Linked DNA regions of Anas platyrhynchos: region 2 is linked to region 1. A link is a contact called in public Hi-C data. All regions are on one chromosome and are shown on one strand. Each heading gives the region's core, a stretch centred on a gene start, on an enhancer-like site or on the middle of the called end of the contact. The rest is flanking DNA. Distances are from core to core; before and after follow the strand shown. Region 1 overlaps ZSWIM5 (zinc finger SWIM-type containing 5). Region 2 holds the start of HPDL (4-hydroxyphenylpyruvate dioxygenase like).

Region 1 (7,515 bases), core at 607-3,106:
CACCCCGCTGCTGCTCATGGTGACCCTTACCAAGCTCGTCCCAGAGCTGCCGGCACTTCTCCGTTATGCCCGTTCCCTGCTGCCTCCAGAGGGAGAGCCGAGGGTCGGCCATGAACTGCTCCGTGATCAGCGTCAGCATCCTGGCCCCGTTGGAGTCCCTCATGCGCAGCATCTCCCGGACCTGGGAAGGACAGAGAGGAGGTTTTTGTGAGACAAACCATGGTCCCCCAGATGTGTTTAAGACCTAGATGCCAACCCCTGCCTCCCTCAGAGTCTGGGTGTCCAGACTACGCGTTGTGATGCTGCGACCTGGCTGGTTTGAGTCCAACTGAGCAAAGAGGACCAATAAGGAACCCAAAAACAAAGTCCTAACGCAAAGAAACAGTAGAACCCATAGACTAGTGCCACCTCTCCATGGTCTTGGTAGGGTCTGCAGGTGGCCAGGTTGGATTTCCCTCTGCAGAGCCAATGGGGAGACGGGGGAAAAGCCCCAATTCCCGCAGGATCCACTGCGTGGGAGGCAGAGACCTGCCTGGAGAGAGGCTGGGACAACCCAAGGCTGACCCAAAGCCTGGATTACAACCGTCAGCTCAGCGACCAGGCGAGAAGGCACTGGAGCAGAGATTCCCAGCTGTGACGGGCGCCGTGCCAGGGCGGGCAGCGAGCCGCCGGCTACGTGACACGTCGAGCGGAGCGCGGCGAAAAAGAGAGCAGCCAGCTCCTCCTCACCTTGGCAAACATGGAGTTGAGCTGCTTCCCCGAGCCGTAGTACCCTCCCTGAGATAGGAACAGCTTCACCTGCTCTCGGACCTGCTCTTCGTCCAGGTGCCAGCAGTTCTCGTCATCGATGCTGGCTCCAGCAGTGGGGTCAGGAGCACCTGGGGGACAAAGAGGGAGGAAAAAGAGTCAGTGGGGTTTGTAGCACCAGAGCCAGTTTGCAACAATCAAGATAAAATAAAAAACACAGCTATTTTATCCCTAAAAAAACCTTCTCAGATTTCTCAGTGGGGACTCTGTAGGAGCACGGTGGCTAGAAGATGCTCGGCTCACCTTTAGCCATCTTCTCCCACCGTCTCCTTCCTGAGCGAGGAAGGGAGCCAGCGTGGGAAGAGCAGAGGGCTGCATGGACAGCCAGGGGAAGCTGTAGCCGTATTTCCAATTAATTCTTAACAATGTCTTCCCTACTTGACTGGGCTCCAGCCAGGGAATGGACATCTCCTCTTCCACCGCTCCCTGCTCCCACGTGGGGTGCCAAGCACGCCCCAGCACTGACCAGGAACTGATTCATGGAAAGGCAGCTCCGGGCTGTCTGCTCAGCAAGGCGACTCTCTCTCCTTAGCTTATAAACAGAAGGACAACAACCCGAGGGGTTTTGCTCCTCCGGCAAAGGCTGAGGATGCCTCCTGACCTGATAAGATCCAGCTATTTGTATTTAACATCCTTTACAAAATTCCTTTAATTTCCGCTAATAATTGTTGCCCAGGAGCAAGCCCCGGGCACTGCCCGCACCACGCTGACGGGAGAGGATGCTGCTGCTCCCTCTGCAAATAATTTATAGTTGACAGAACAACGTAATTAGGACAGGATCTGAAGCAGCAGAAAGGAGAACACAGCCCCTGGCTGAGCGCAGGGGCTCTCACCCAGGGCCCCGTGTTGGGAGGAAGGCAACCAGCACCGCACACAACCCCGTCGTGCTCCCTGCCATCACACACTGGCACGCTGAGGACCGCTCACCCCGCCTGCAGCGTGTTTCAGTTTTCCGTGCCTTTTCCTTCCCTCCCCCAAGCCCGTCCTTATCTCCGCTCCCCCTCGCAGATAAAGAGCAGACAAGCCAGCGATTATCCCGTATCAGGAACCGATGACTAATCTGTCTGCCACGAGCGCTTATCCCGCACCCATCACCGAGGCTTCCCAGACGCTTGCACTCCTCACATCCCCCTCCGAGCACGGTGCCCTCTCCTCCCAGCTGCAGCTTTCCAGATCAGCCAGGTCGCCTCTGTAGGGTCATCTGGCTGCCTCTGTAGGGACCGGGAGGGCACTGATGCCTGGTGATCCATCCCAAAGCTCAGCCCATCCTCGGTCCCTCACCAAGGCCCCCGGGATGGCTCAAAGGAGAGGACGAGGCGAGGTGCAGGAAGCGGATGAGTTTTTGCGGGGTTCCCAGGGCTGCCCCAACATGGGCTGCTCGCACGTAAGCACCAGCAGGCAGCGGGGAAAGCGGCGTGCAGCTAAATAAAACCTCCTCCTCCCACACACCACACGGAGCACTTCTCACGTTTGGGCTCTGACCGCAGCCGAATTAGCGAGGCAGCGCCCGCCGCTCCAAACAAAACCTGCGTTGACTCCTACATTTATTTTGCTCTCGTATCACAGCTTCATACAGGGGGGGGTTGTAATATCAGATTCCCACACACGCCACGCAGACGGGCGGATAATGGGCTGCCCAATTACACCGGGGAGCTGGATAAACATTTAAGAGCAAACAAAGAGGATTTGCGCGGTGTTTAAATATTCATGGCAGGAGTCGTCCACTTCCCATTGCCAACGCTCACGCCAGTGGTGGCATCGCCAGTGGCATGCCGTGACGTAGCTGACGAGTGATTCCATGTCTCTGCTCCAAACTAGCAGGGAACGGCATGTAAAACAGCCCCAAGCCTGCGTAACACGTCTCTCATATAGCAGCATTCCTGATCCAAAGAGCCTGTTTCAGATGCGCTTGATCTTTGTCCTGCGGGATCCAGATTTAAGGAAACACCACCGTGCGTCTCGAGTGGAAAGAGTGTTTCACAAGCCCATTTACACTGGCTGTAGAAACAGAGATAAAAACGCCATCAATCACTCCAGCGGGGACCCCTCCCTCGCCGCGGGCTCGGCGCTTAACTATTTGGCACCCAGGAGAGACCTCGATGGAGAGGATGTGAAGGCTGAGAAGTAAGGACTGGAAAAAAAAATCCTGGGTGAGAAAACAGAACAAAGCCAGGCACGGAAAACCTAACAGCTCGCTCAGCCAGTAGCTGCTGAAGGTGAGGAGAAGCAAAGCCTCTCCTGGAGCGGAAAGCAGCAGGTTTGGGGGGCTGGGGAGGCGCTGGGACCCTTGTGGCTCACACCGAGGCACTGGAGCATCCCAGTGCCCGCTGCAGGTCTGGAGAAAAAGAGCAAAACGTGCTGGTAAGTGGCCCTGGGCAAGCTCCTGAACCACAGAACGGTTCACAAAGGCCATCTCATGACTGCACGCAGCGCTGCCAAAAGCCTCCGGGCTGCATCTCCAGCGGTTGGAAAGAAACCAGGAGCGAAGGAAGAGCCACCCAGATCGGAGAGGGAGCGGGGGCAGGATACGGACAAATAAACAAACAACAGAAAACCTCAAAGAGAAAATAACCACGCACCAGAAAGGAAATGAACTCTAGCAAGGGATAAAAATAGCGGCAACGCGAGGGAGTGAGGCACCAACCTCCGCCGAGCCTCCCAAGCCTCCCATCGCATTTTTAAGTGGAGGCAGATTGGAGGGAGCCTCTGGAGGCAGCCTGAAGAGTCAGAGACATCTGACAGCAATCGAGGGAGTGAAACCCTTCGGCTCCTGTGCGTGACCAAAGGAGTTGCTGGCAGCAGTCCCGTGCCCGCCACGGGCACCTCGAGAACCAGGGCTGGCTGTGGTGACAGGGACAAAGATGGCACGGCCACACGATGGCATGTGGACCCCCCTACCGGGATCAGGGCCACCCATTTCTGGGAAGCCCTTTGCCAGGCACCGCTCTGGAGGGGATTCGGCAACCCCAGAGGCTCTGCAAGGCCTGGGGGAAGAGTCGCTGGGCAGAGCCCTTCTCTTGAGCACTCCGGTGGATTATTTTCCCTCGAATTTCTATCAGCTCAGCAACCAGGAAGGCAAATCCTCCGGAGACCTGACCTTCTCCTCCTCCCCAGCAGGAAGGCAGAATTTCGAATGGATTTCCCAGTGCCTTATTCAGCCCTCCAGGCACTGTTGTGGGATGACCTGGAAGTTAAAGACCACCCGAGGGCTCGTCAGGCACCAGCTGTGGCTCAGTGTGACGGGACGGGTGGGCAGGTATCTCCTACCCAGCCAGCGTGCTGGGTACAAGAAGCGAGGCTGGACAGCAGGTAAAGGACCCTGCGTCTGGTGGCCACCCCCAGACGCTCCGCTGGACCCAAGCTGTCCAGCTGCAGGTCCTGGCTGTCCCCAAGCAGCAGCAAGTCACGTTGCCTGGCGTAACAACCACCTTCAGCTTCGCTCTGTGCCGGACAGTCAGGCTGAATGTTTCCACCAGCAGCAGGAACGCGCTCAGCGAGGGGAAACCGAAAGCCTCTGCGGTCTCCCCGTTCGAGCTGCCACTTCAGACGCCGAGCAGCGAGGAGCGAGACACACGAGACGCTGGCTACGAGCGCGCTGCCCTTTGCAGCGATCTGCCCGAGCAGAAACGTGACCTACTTCAGCACACAGAGGTCAAGTGGGAAGCAGGCAGCCCGGCACACCTAGGCTCTCCGCGCTGATTGAGCCCTCAGAGAGCGAGCGAGTGCCTTGGCTGCGCTCCGAGGCCGCGGCGTTACTGGAGAGTTTGCATTTCTTTCTAGGAAGGCGGGCGGGGAGCGCAGCACGCAGCGAGGAGCAGAGGTCTGAAGCCCTAACGCGAGCCCTCCTGAGGACTGCCTGCAATCTCTGCTGTTCAGGCTCTGCAGAGGGGGGAAGAGCAGCCCTAATTTCCAAAGCAAATGTTCCCACTGCACAAGGGACATTCTCGGAGATGCTCCCAAGCTGCAGCACTGGCTCCTCCACCACCGGCACAGAAGGAGCAGCCCCTTGGTGACCGGATTCAATGCTAACCTGAAGCTAAACAGACCTCTCCTTGGAAGAAATGAAAAAAAAAAACATTAAAAACAATAATTTCTGGAGAGGCTGTTCTCGCTTCATGGTGTAATAACCTCTGTGTGCTGCCGGGCACACACTGGGTTACTGTTTGGGCTGCAGAGGCCAAGAAACATGCACGTAAGCACACAAAGTGCTATTTAAAGCTTACCTTAAAGGATTTCAAAACCCAGCATCGGGGACCTTCCATAAATGCCTGAACTGCAGCTGGGAAGAGCAAAGCACGGGGGAAGTTTGGATCCATGACAGCCGGAGCCCCAGCAGAGCTGCCGGATTGCTGTGACACCCAGAGCCCCGCAGCATCTTTTAGCTTCACATCATCTCAATGCCCATCTTCCACATCCTTCCCCGGGATGGGATCGGGCTATAGGACTGCTCGCAGAGGAGCTCACTCACTGCTGGGGCTGCCAGACGGGTGTCAGATGGGATGGGCAGCTCCTCCAGTGGGACAGGGCAACAACGTGCTCAAAACCTCACACCGGAGGGCACGAAGTTGCATGACTCTGAATGGGCAGCGAATTTTGGCTTTGTTTTTTAAAGCCACTTGTAAAAACAAGAGGCAGATACCGAACCGGAGCCAACAGCTGTATCTTTGTAAGAGTCTCAATCACCAAGCCTTTTGCTGACTCTAGAGCAATAAATACTCAGGGCCTTGAAAGCTTTTCTTCAGTCTGCTCGGGAGAACACAGCCTCAAAGAACGGCACAAACGAGATCTTGCCCAATCTCTGCTTCAGTGAATCAGTTCAGGTGGTGAGAGGACCTCGTCAGATTCTTGCTCTTCATTCCTTTCCAACACCCAAAACTGAGGAAATGCCCCCAAACCAGGAATTTCCGAGCACAACCACTCACACAGCAGATGTGGAAGAGACAAAAGCCTCTCCCAAGGTAGAAGCAAGAGGGAGGAGAGGGGAAAACATCTGAGATCAGAGCTGCCATCACCACTAGGATGGAGGTGGACCCCTGGCCCCGCTGCTACATGTGGATGCAACCAGTTCAGATCCTATTTTAGGCTGCATATGGGGCTTTTCATCTTCAGAGCAGCTAAGAGGCATGTGTTAATCCCCGCAACGCCCTTCCGTGGCAGATAAGTGTTTATTATCTCAGCTTTCCAGCTGCAGGGCCAGGCGCGGTGCGGAGCGGTTCATTACTGGAGGCCCTGGGCAACCTCAGCTCCTGGGCAGGATGCAGCAGGAGCACCGGCTGCTGCTGCAAAGGGAGCTCCAGGGGCCTGACCACGTCCCGGTCAGCAGGGCTGGGACAGGCACCAACCCCCAGCTGGTGCCTTCTGGGGGAGGAAGTCAAAAGCATCTTCTAAACACAAAGCCCCATGACACATCCCCTCTGCCACCTTTGTGGAGTAGGTCAGGACAGCAACGCTCATTTATTATGGGCAAATTAGCACCCACAGAGATTAAAGCTTTATCTCCTGCTGGCTCAGTCACATCTGACTTAGCACGATGCAGGGCTGGGCTGGCACCACATCACTGCGGGCTAGAGGAGCCGCATCCCCACTGCGCCTCCCAGTCCCCAGTGTCCCAGCATCGTGTCCCCAAAACAGCCCTCTGTGCTGGGGAGCAAACCTGCTTCCTTCCTCCATGCCTGGCTTTTCCATGCTCATCTCAGCTGTTCCTCATGTACCACTTGCCTGCCTGCTCTGTTCTTTCTTGCCTGTTGAAGTCGGTGTTTAATGGATAAACATACAAGGAAAAACAGAGGGCAGAATGCGGACACATGGCCAACACCAAAGTGGTACCAATATTGACACTGCAGCAATGAATATGGCAAAACCAAGGCCAGCACCATCCCTGTGAAACCCAGCCCCCCTAAAAATGGATTAGCGCTGAGCCAGCAAGGTAGGAACAAGAAATTACCATGCACTTGGTTGATTTCTGAGTTGGAGGACAGAATCTCATCAGCCAGCTTCTGGGCAGTGGGCAACACCTCAGTGTGGTGTGCTGTGATCAAATACTGAACAAACTTCTGGAGCTGGTCCCTGTTCATCTGGAAAAGGGTCTCTGAAATGGGAAGACGGAGTTTGACCTGGTCCGGTTTGCGGATCCTATACAGCGAAAGCGCCACAACATGGGCGCAGTAAAAAATGTCCTTGTTCCCACAGCCACACGTCACGGAGGTGATTTTGCAGCGGTCGAAGCTGATGGCCACCTTGTAGGTCATCTCTGGTTCTGTCGCGGTTGCTGGCTCGGTCACCGTCCCACTGAGGTGGAACCCTGGAGAGGAGAAAGGAGAAGAGGGAAAGATGACATCAGTTTTGTTCTCTCCACGACCACCCATGCAAGCTCTGGAAGGTGGACATGGCGAGCAAAGGCCACTGCTGCATCTCCGTTTTGAGTAGTGCATCACCCAAGGACAAAATCCCTGCACTGGGGAAGGGATTTTCTCAGTCTCCCCCCTTCCCACGTACAGCCAACAAGTCGGTTCACCTTGAATTTGCTGACTTCAGCCCAAATGACCCAGACAGACACTCAAGAAGCAACACCCACTGCCAGAGGAACACGTGTGTGTGTGCGCAATGCACTCGAGAGCCGCGCCGCACCATCCTGGCACCCATCCAGCGTCACCCAGAACCCAGCCCGCGAGCAAACGTGGCTCGGCACCAGCACGTGCATGCAGCCAG
Region 2 (7,067 bases), core at 2,086-4,585, 77 kb after region 1:
AGGGTCCCCAGGGTGCGACAGCGATGGGGGTACAAGGGTTGGGGCATGGGGAGCCCACCCAGCAGCCCCCCCTCCTCTGGGCTCATCCCATCCCTCCACGGGCACCCATGGGTGCCGGGCCGGGCAGGCAACACCCAGCTCTGGTCCCTCCAGCCCTGCCCTGCTGCTCCGTGCGGTGTCGGCCCGCGGTGACCGGGGACATCCCGGTTTGCACCACGGGCTTCATTGAGCACGGAGAGGCAGGTGGCAGAGGAAGGGTCAGAACTGAGTCCTGCGGCCAAAGCACAGCACCTTTGGGTGTCAGAGGGGGGATTTTCATCCCTGGGCACGGGGTGGAAGCGTGACCCACAGGGGGGATGCTGGAGGGGGCTGTCACACCAATGCTGCTGGTGACCAGCGGCCTGAAACGAGTCCTCCACACCTCTGGGAAGCGACCTGGCACGGCGTGCACGCTACTGGGTTCTGCGAGGCTGCCCAGCCTGGCTTAGGGATCGCGTCCCTCCTGCTTCTGCCCCTTGGGATGGGGCTGGCTGTGGTCTCCGTGGTGGTGGTGAGCGTGGGCAGCAGCCCTGTGGTCCCCGCTGGGCTCTGGGGCTCTCTCATTGCTGCCCGCATGGTGGTGAGGGTGGAGGGGTTTGTGCTGGTGGTGGATGGGGGCCTCTGACTCCTTCTCCTCCTGGTCAGGAAGCGGGCTCGGGGTTACCGGGACCTCCATGGTGCTGTTAGCCTGGGGAAAGTAAACACAAGGGCTGATGTGCTATGGGAATGAGCGCACAGCCCCACAGCGAGTCTGCAAGCACACCTGGGAGAGGGTGTGAAAGCAGAATAGCATCCACTCCGCAGAAACGGGCATGGCTCTCTAGCCAGGGCAGGCAGGAGAGACTGGAGCCCAAGGGGAACAAACCTCTTTACACACATCCCTTGGTTCAAGCTGGCTGTGCTCAAGGGAGTTCCTGAGCAAGAAACTTGCTTTACATTCAATGTTTCTGTGTGAATTTTTCCTTTAGGAAGAGACTGATCACCTGCTGAGCCCAAATCCATGTGCTTTGCTCTGCTGCGTCCATTGCCTGCCCCTTTCTTTTTTCAGGCCAATAGCCCGAGTTAGCTCTTCCAGGCCAGCTGATGCAGACCACCACAACCCCACGAGCCCCCTCCTCCTCACGCAGATCCCTTCTGCACCCCTCCAGCTTCCAGCCCCCTGCCCCCCACAGCAGCCCCTCTTCCCAGCTGGCGATGAAGCCCCACGGCACCATACCTCGTGGGTGCTGTTGGGGTAGAGGGAGCAGTTGCCGCAGAAGTCCTTGCTGTGTGTGAAGCGGATGGCCGACTCGACGTAGGGGAAGTGCAGGAAGCTGTAGGGCAGCTGGATGTGGAAAGCCAGGCGGCCACAGCTGCGGGGCAGAGCAGGGGACAAGCTGTGGGGGCTGCACAGGAGGGAGACCCAGGGATGGGCAGGGATGGTGACCCCAACCCTACAAGGGGCTCCTTCCCGCGGGGAAGCCCTCACCGGTCGTAGACGAGGAAGTCGTCCTTGTCCCCCCCCAGCAGCTGCCAGACATCGGGCTCCTGCGGCTGCTGCTGGAAGACGGGGACACCCGGGGGGGCCTGGCGCTGCAGCTCCCCGAACATGGCGCGGGAGAGCGGCGCCTGCTCGTTGACGATCATGTAGCGGACGTCGGCCATGCCCTGCCGCGACAGCCTCTGCCGCAGGCCCCCGAGGCTGCGGGGAAGGAGGAGCTGAGGGGAAGCCACCACCGCCACCACGCCACCGCCACCACCCGAAATGGCGGGGCTGGCGGGGGGGGGGGGGGGCAGCCCTCACCTGTGGGCCTGCCGCAGGCAGAAGTGTCAGCTGGCCTTGAGCAAAGCCACCACTGTCACCTGCCCCGCCGCCTCCGCCATGGGGCTGGAACCGTTGATCTGCCATGCCGGGGCCTCCTGGCACAGCCGGCTGCCGTTGGTCGCCCCCTCGGAGGCCAAGGCCAGCCCCAGCCAGGAGGCCAGGGCCAGCACCAGCAGCCCCATGCCGATGCCGGCGGGGAGCTGGGGGGGGACACAGGGTGTCAGTGCCCCCACGCCGGGGCTGTGCTTGCCCGTGGGGACTGCCCTGCTTCCCCCAGAGACCTCCTCTGCCTCGATGACCCCAAAAGTTGAGCCCGGGGCTGGTTTGGGGAGCCAGGCAGCCCCCACACCCCAGCTGCAGGGACGGGGGCAGTTTAACCTTCAGGCCACCTTGAAGGTTCTTGGCGCCCCAGCAAGGGCTGGGGGGGTTACACAGACCCCTTAACCCCCCTGTCCCCCAGTATCTGCCCTACTCACCCTTCCTCCCACAGCCCCCCAACCCTGCCCTCACCACGGTGTGCCCCATCCCACCACGGTCCCGCACATCTTATGGGCAGGGGGAGGACGTGGGGCTGTGGGGACAGCCTGGGGAAGGGGTGGGGGGGACATGGGGTCCTGATGGGAGTGATGTCCCTAATCCCCAGCCCTCTCCCCCACCCAAGAACGAGCCCTCAATACCGCACTTGTCCTCGCTGCTGTCCTTTGGCCGGACCTCAGCTCCCAGCTCTCGGCAGTGCCAAGCTGGCCCCTGCCTCCCTTTTATCTCCTGACCACTCTCCCCGCCCAGGAGGGAGGAGAAGCGCCCGGCTGCAGCAGGGGGGATGCTCCCCGGCCCCCGCCGCCCTCCTGGGGACGGCAACAAGGCCCCCTCTGTCCCCACCAGGCCTCACTGCCGCAGCTGAGCCCCAGCCATGCCAGGGCAAAGCCGTGCCTGGTGCTCAGCTCACACAGCGGGTGCCGCAGCAAAAAGCCAGGCACATGGCCCCAAAACCACTGCCACGGGCTGGGTGGCACTGCCAAGGGCACCGCTCACCCTGCTGGCACCACAGGGACCCCAAAAAGCCTGCCCTGAATCCTGGGATGCTGGGGCTCTTCGCCTTGCTTTGGGGGCCACCCTGTTGGGCCACGGCCACTTTCGGGTCGCATATTGACCATCGAGCTGTGTAGGGCCACCAGGGTTCCCCCAAATACCAGCCCCAAGCACCTCCTGCCCAGGGGTGCATGGAGCCGGAGCGTCCCCCCCCTAAAAAACCCCACAGGGCAATTTCTCGCCGCCTCAGCCCCACGCTGACATCTCCGCAAATATTTGAGCAGCTTTATCGTCCCGGGGGATCTGTACAAAAACACGATAAGCCGGGGAAGGGCAGCGGCCATAAACACAGCCGGGGACACGGCGAATGGGACAGGACAGGGCGGGGAGGGGGGGGTCCAAAATGGGGGCACTGGGGAGGGTCGGGGCTGTCAGCAGCGACCTGATACCGAGGGATGGGGCAGGGCAGAGGGGCAGAAGAGTGGGGACAGCCCCCCCCCGGGGCCGCCCCGTCCTTATGGGGGAGGAGGGCCCGGCTCCCCGCACCGCCCCGGGGCGGGCCCGGCCTCCAGCCCGGCGTCCCCTTCGCCCGGAGCCCGGTGAGCCGGCGGCGTGCGGGGAGAGACGGGGATGGCCCCTGGGGGGATTTTGGGGGGGTTTTGGGGCGGTTATGGGGGGTTCAGCCTGGGGTTGGGGGCTCCCCGTGTCAGCCCCAGTGGGGAAGCGGGGCGGGGGATCCCTGGGTAAAACCCTTTTATTTTTTTGGGGTGGCACGTGGGTCTCCCCACCACACCGCACCCGAGGTTTCTTTTTTGGGGGGACACAGTCCTGCTGCGTGCCGCTGTGGGGTCACATCTCTCGTCCCCTAACCCCCCCCAGTGTCACAGTATGGGGGCAGGAGGCTGCTCTCTGCAGCGCCCCATACCTGCCACCCGCCGTGACTTTAGGGCAAGGTCACTGCCCCATCCCCATCCCACGGCCCCCAGTCCACCCATTGCACTTCCAGCTGCGGGTACAGGATGCCCCCCCCAGACCCCACAACCTCCCTATGACACCCCCAAGGGGCACACAGCCACAGAGGGACACACACAAGTGCACTTGGGCTCCGTGCATGGCTGGCGAGCCCCCACTAACCCCCACCATCCTCCCACAGCGTGCCCAGGCCATGGCGGCCTCACTGAGCCGCCCCTGCTTCATCTCCCTCCACGTGCCCTACAGGCAGCGCTGGGCCCAGGACCTGGCCGCCTCCTTTCGCTTCCACCCCGTGGCCGTGCGGGAGACACCGCAGGTGAGGCAGCTGGCCCTGCGCCGGGGAGCCGCCGTCTTCCTCCTCAACCAGCGCCTGGCCCCATCCAGGGCCCCCTCCCATGATTTCCTCTACGATGTGGACCCCCAGCCTGCTTTGGGGACAGCCTCCAACGTCTGCTTCGAGGTAGAGGACGTGCCGGGGCTCTGTGAGCGGCTGCGGGGCCGGGGGTGCTCTGTGCCCGTGCCCCCCACTGAAGTGAGCGACGAGGGCGGCTCCGTCACCTACGGGGTGGTGAGGTCCGTGGTGGGCAACATCAGCCATACCCTGCTGGACCGATCCCGCTACCAGGGACCCTTCCTGCCCGGCTTCCAGCCCGTGCGGGGAGCACCCCACGAGGCAGGGGACGGGGTGGAGATCACCAATTTTGACCACATCACCTACGTCTGCCCGCGGGGCGGCGCGCGGGCAGCTCTGGACTGGTACCAGCGCTGCTTCGGCTTCCAGCGCTTCCTGCTGAGCCCGCAGGAGAGGCTGGCCGAGGGCTACGTGCTGGGCGGGCAGGGGGTGGGCATGCTGCTGCTCGCCCTGCAGAGCGCCCAGGGCTCCTCGGGGCCCAGCTGCAAGCTCGTCCTCGCCGAGTCCCTCTCCAAGGACAGCCCCAACCAGGTCGACACCTTCCTCGCGCAGCACGGCGGGGCCGGGATCCAGCACGTCGGCCTCTGCACGCCGGATATTGTTTCCACCACCAGGGCCTTGCAGCAGGCTGGCGTGCGGTTCTTCGTGCCCCCCGCCACCTATTACAGCCAGCTGGGCAAGGAGGAGGAGATCCGAGGGGCTGGGCAAGACCCCCGCACGCTGGCAGAGCTGGGCATCCTGCTGGACACCACCGTGCCTGGGGAGAACAAGGGGCCGTGCACTGATGGCACGGAGAGCCCTTCCCGAAATTACTTGATGCAGATCTTCACCCATCCCATCTTCTCCGAGGAAACCTTCTTCCTGGAGCTCATCGACCGGCGGGGAGCCCCTGGCTTCGGGGAGGGCAATATTCGGGCGCTGTGGAAAGCTGTGCAGGTCTATATGGACCAGCGGCAGTAGAGGCAGCCGTGCTGCAGCAGCTCCCCTTCTCTCCGTCCCAGCCCAGGGGCCATACCCCTCTGTAGGGCTTCCAGCAGGCGCCTGGCAGAGCCCAGGATGGCAGGGACCAAGGGATGTCTCCAGCACAACCCCGAGCCAACACCAGTGCAGCAGCAGGTTGCTTGGGGCCAGGTCCAGTGGGACTCTAAGCACTCCTGGGATGGAGTTTCCTCCCCCTCCTCGGGCTCCCACTGATTTATCAGCCTTACATTAATAGTATTCTGCCTTAATTTCATGTGAATCTAATGAGACCTGTGCCTGCAGCACGGCCAAGGGCACTGCTGGCACAACCACCCCACGTGGGGGGATGAGGAGCGCGCTACGGACACTTGCAGCTCACCACCAGGTACCAACCAGAGCATCGTCAGCCCCCAAATAGGGAAAGTGACTGCCTCTTTCTCACCTAAATTAAAGAGTTTTAAAGAGTTAACCTGAGAGATCATCATAACTTTTTCTTCTCCTATTTAAGATTTGCTGAGTGCCAGGTGAGGATGAAAGGGCCCTTCCCACTGCCCAAAGGAGTCTGTCCCCAGCCCTTTGGTCCTTTAGGATGAGGCCACCCGCCCCTCTAACACATCCCCCAGGCCCCATGGGGTGTCCTGCTGCAGGAGGGCTGACAGCTGCCCTTCCAGGAGAGGTACTCTGGGTGCCTTAACTGGGAGCGGAGGGGTTGGGGGCACCCATGGGAAGGGGTGCAATAGCCAAGACACCACCAGTAGACTTGGTGTAGCAGAGCCACGCTGCAGCGGAGGCAGAAAAATCACTTAAAAACTTAAAAACACCACCTTTGGAGATTTATTAGAAAGCCCACGGCTCAGATTCAGTAAAAACAAGCATCAAAAGGGCTAGGGGAGGCATGAGGGTACAGCAGCATCCCCAGTCGCTGGCTGGTGGCCAAGTTGCAGATGTGTGCCAGGGCTCGCGGGCAGCCAGGGTCGCGTCCTTCCTGGTGCCCAGGGGGGCTTCAGCCAAGCAGGGAAGGCGAGCCCAGCCCCGGGTCACATCCAGCACCACACTGGTCCCCCCGTGAAGGCAGGGTGGGTGACGTGCTGGTGGCTGTGGGGCTGGAAGGAAAAGCACAGGAGACCGCTACAGGGCCACAGCGGGACCCGCTGCCACCCTATACCCCACATGAGACTCACCACCGTATGGGTGCCCGGTGGTCCCGGCTCTTGCAGAGGGCATCAGGGTGGGTTGGGAGCCCGGAGGAAGGCGCGGAGGGAGAGTTGTGTCCCGGGGCGGGTGCTGCCCCCTGCCCCTGGCTTCGCACCCCGCTTCCGCTTGGAGCCCTGCGGGAGAGGGGCTGGGGCTGAGCCAAACCCCAAGAACTCCCCCCAGGGAACCCCCAGGGACAAAGCCAGCCCGGCAAATCCCCCCCAGCCCACAGGACAGCTCCTGCACACCCACCTTGGCGGGGCCGCTCTCCTCCCCGCGCTGCCGCTCGCACACCTTCAACACCTGAAAGGAGCCCAGGAGAGCCCAGGGCTGATCAGCACCCAGGGCAACGAGCTGGGAAGTCCCGCAGGGGTTAGGGGGTACCCCAGGTGCTCTCAGGACCCCAGGAGATGGAGGGCAGGGAAGTCCCAGCTCTCCCCAAACACCTTCTTCATGGCCGTGGACACCGCCGAGGCACGGAACTCCTCCTCTGTGACCCAGCGGGACGGGGAGGAGGCAAGGTCCAGGGTCACGTCCCCGTCCAGGGGCAGGGAGTACACCACATAGGTCTGGTGGATGTGAGAGAAGACGTGGACAACCTGCAAGGGGAGGGGGAGACACTGAAACGGGCAGAAGAGCCGGGCAGGGTGTGGGAGC

The links. Hi-C and Micro-C count contacts between places; a contact is called where the count stands out from the background.
Region 2: a contact with region 1 is called in a Hi-C map of liver, with 3 times the contacts expected there. The contact joins the promoter of HPDL here to the enhancer-like site in region 1. A contact is called at or near these places in 2 of 8 Hi-C or Micro-C datasets (liver and small yellow follicle).

What each region holds. Positions count from the first base shown.
Region 1 is chr8:29,647,790-29,655,304 of IASCAAS_PekinDuck_T2T, forward strand. ZSWIM5 (zinc finger SWIM-type containing 5) reads right to left here. Exons shown (of 14, transcript XM_027463501.3): 2 at 6,752-7,108; 3 at 730-878; 4 at 31-181. Among named protein-coding and RNA genes, the nearest start is that of UROD, 26 kb to the left of the region's middle. Within about 2 kb of position 1,857, at least 4 of the 8 cell types and tissues checked have an H3K27ac peak or open chromatin away from gene starts, as enhancers often do.
Region 2 is chr8:29,723,558-29,730,624 of IASCAAS_PekinDuck_T2T, forward strand. HPDL (4-hydroxyphenylpyruvate dioxygenase like) reads left to right here and starts at 3,336. Exons shown (of 2, transcript XM_038182729.2): 1 at 3,336-3,471; 2 at 4,026-5,685. The coding sequence starts at 4,038. The coding sequence ends at 5,216. It overlaps LOC101803314 (selenoprotein Pb), which reads right to left and starts at 2,670. Exons shown (of 5, transcript XM_027463504.3): 1 at 2,521-2,670; 2 at 1,823-2,043; 3 at 1,508-1,720; 4 at 1,256-1,391; 5 at 1-727. The coding sequence starts at 2,025. The coding sequence ends at 485. MUTYH (mutY DNA glycosylase) reads right to left here. Exons shown (of 14, transcript XM_072041730.1): 12 at 6,857-7,009; 13 at 6,663-6,713; 14 at 6,028-6,544. The coding sequence ends at 6,440.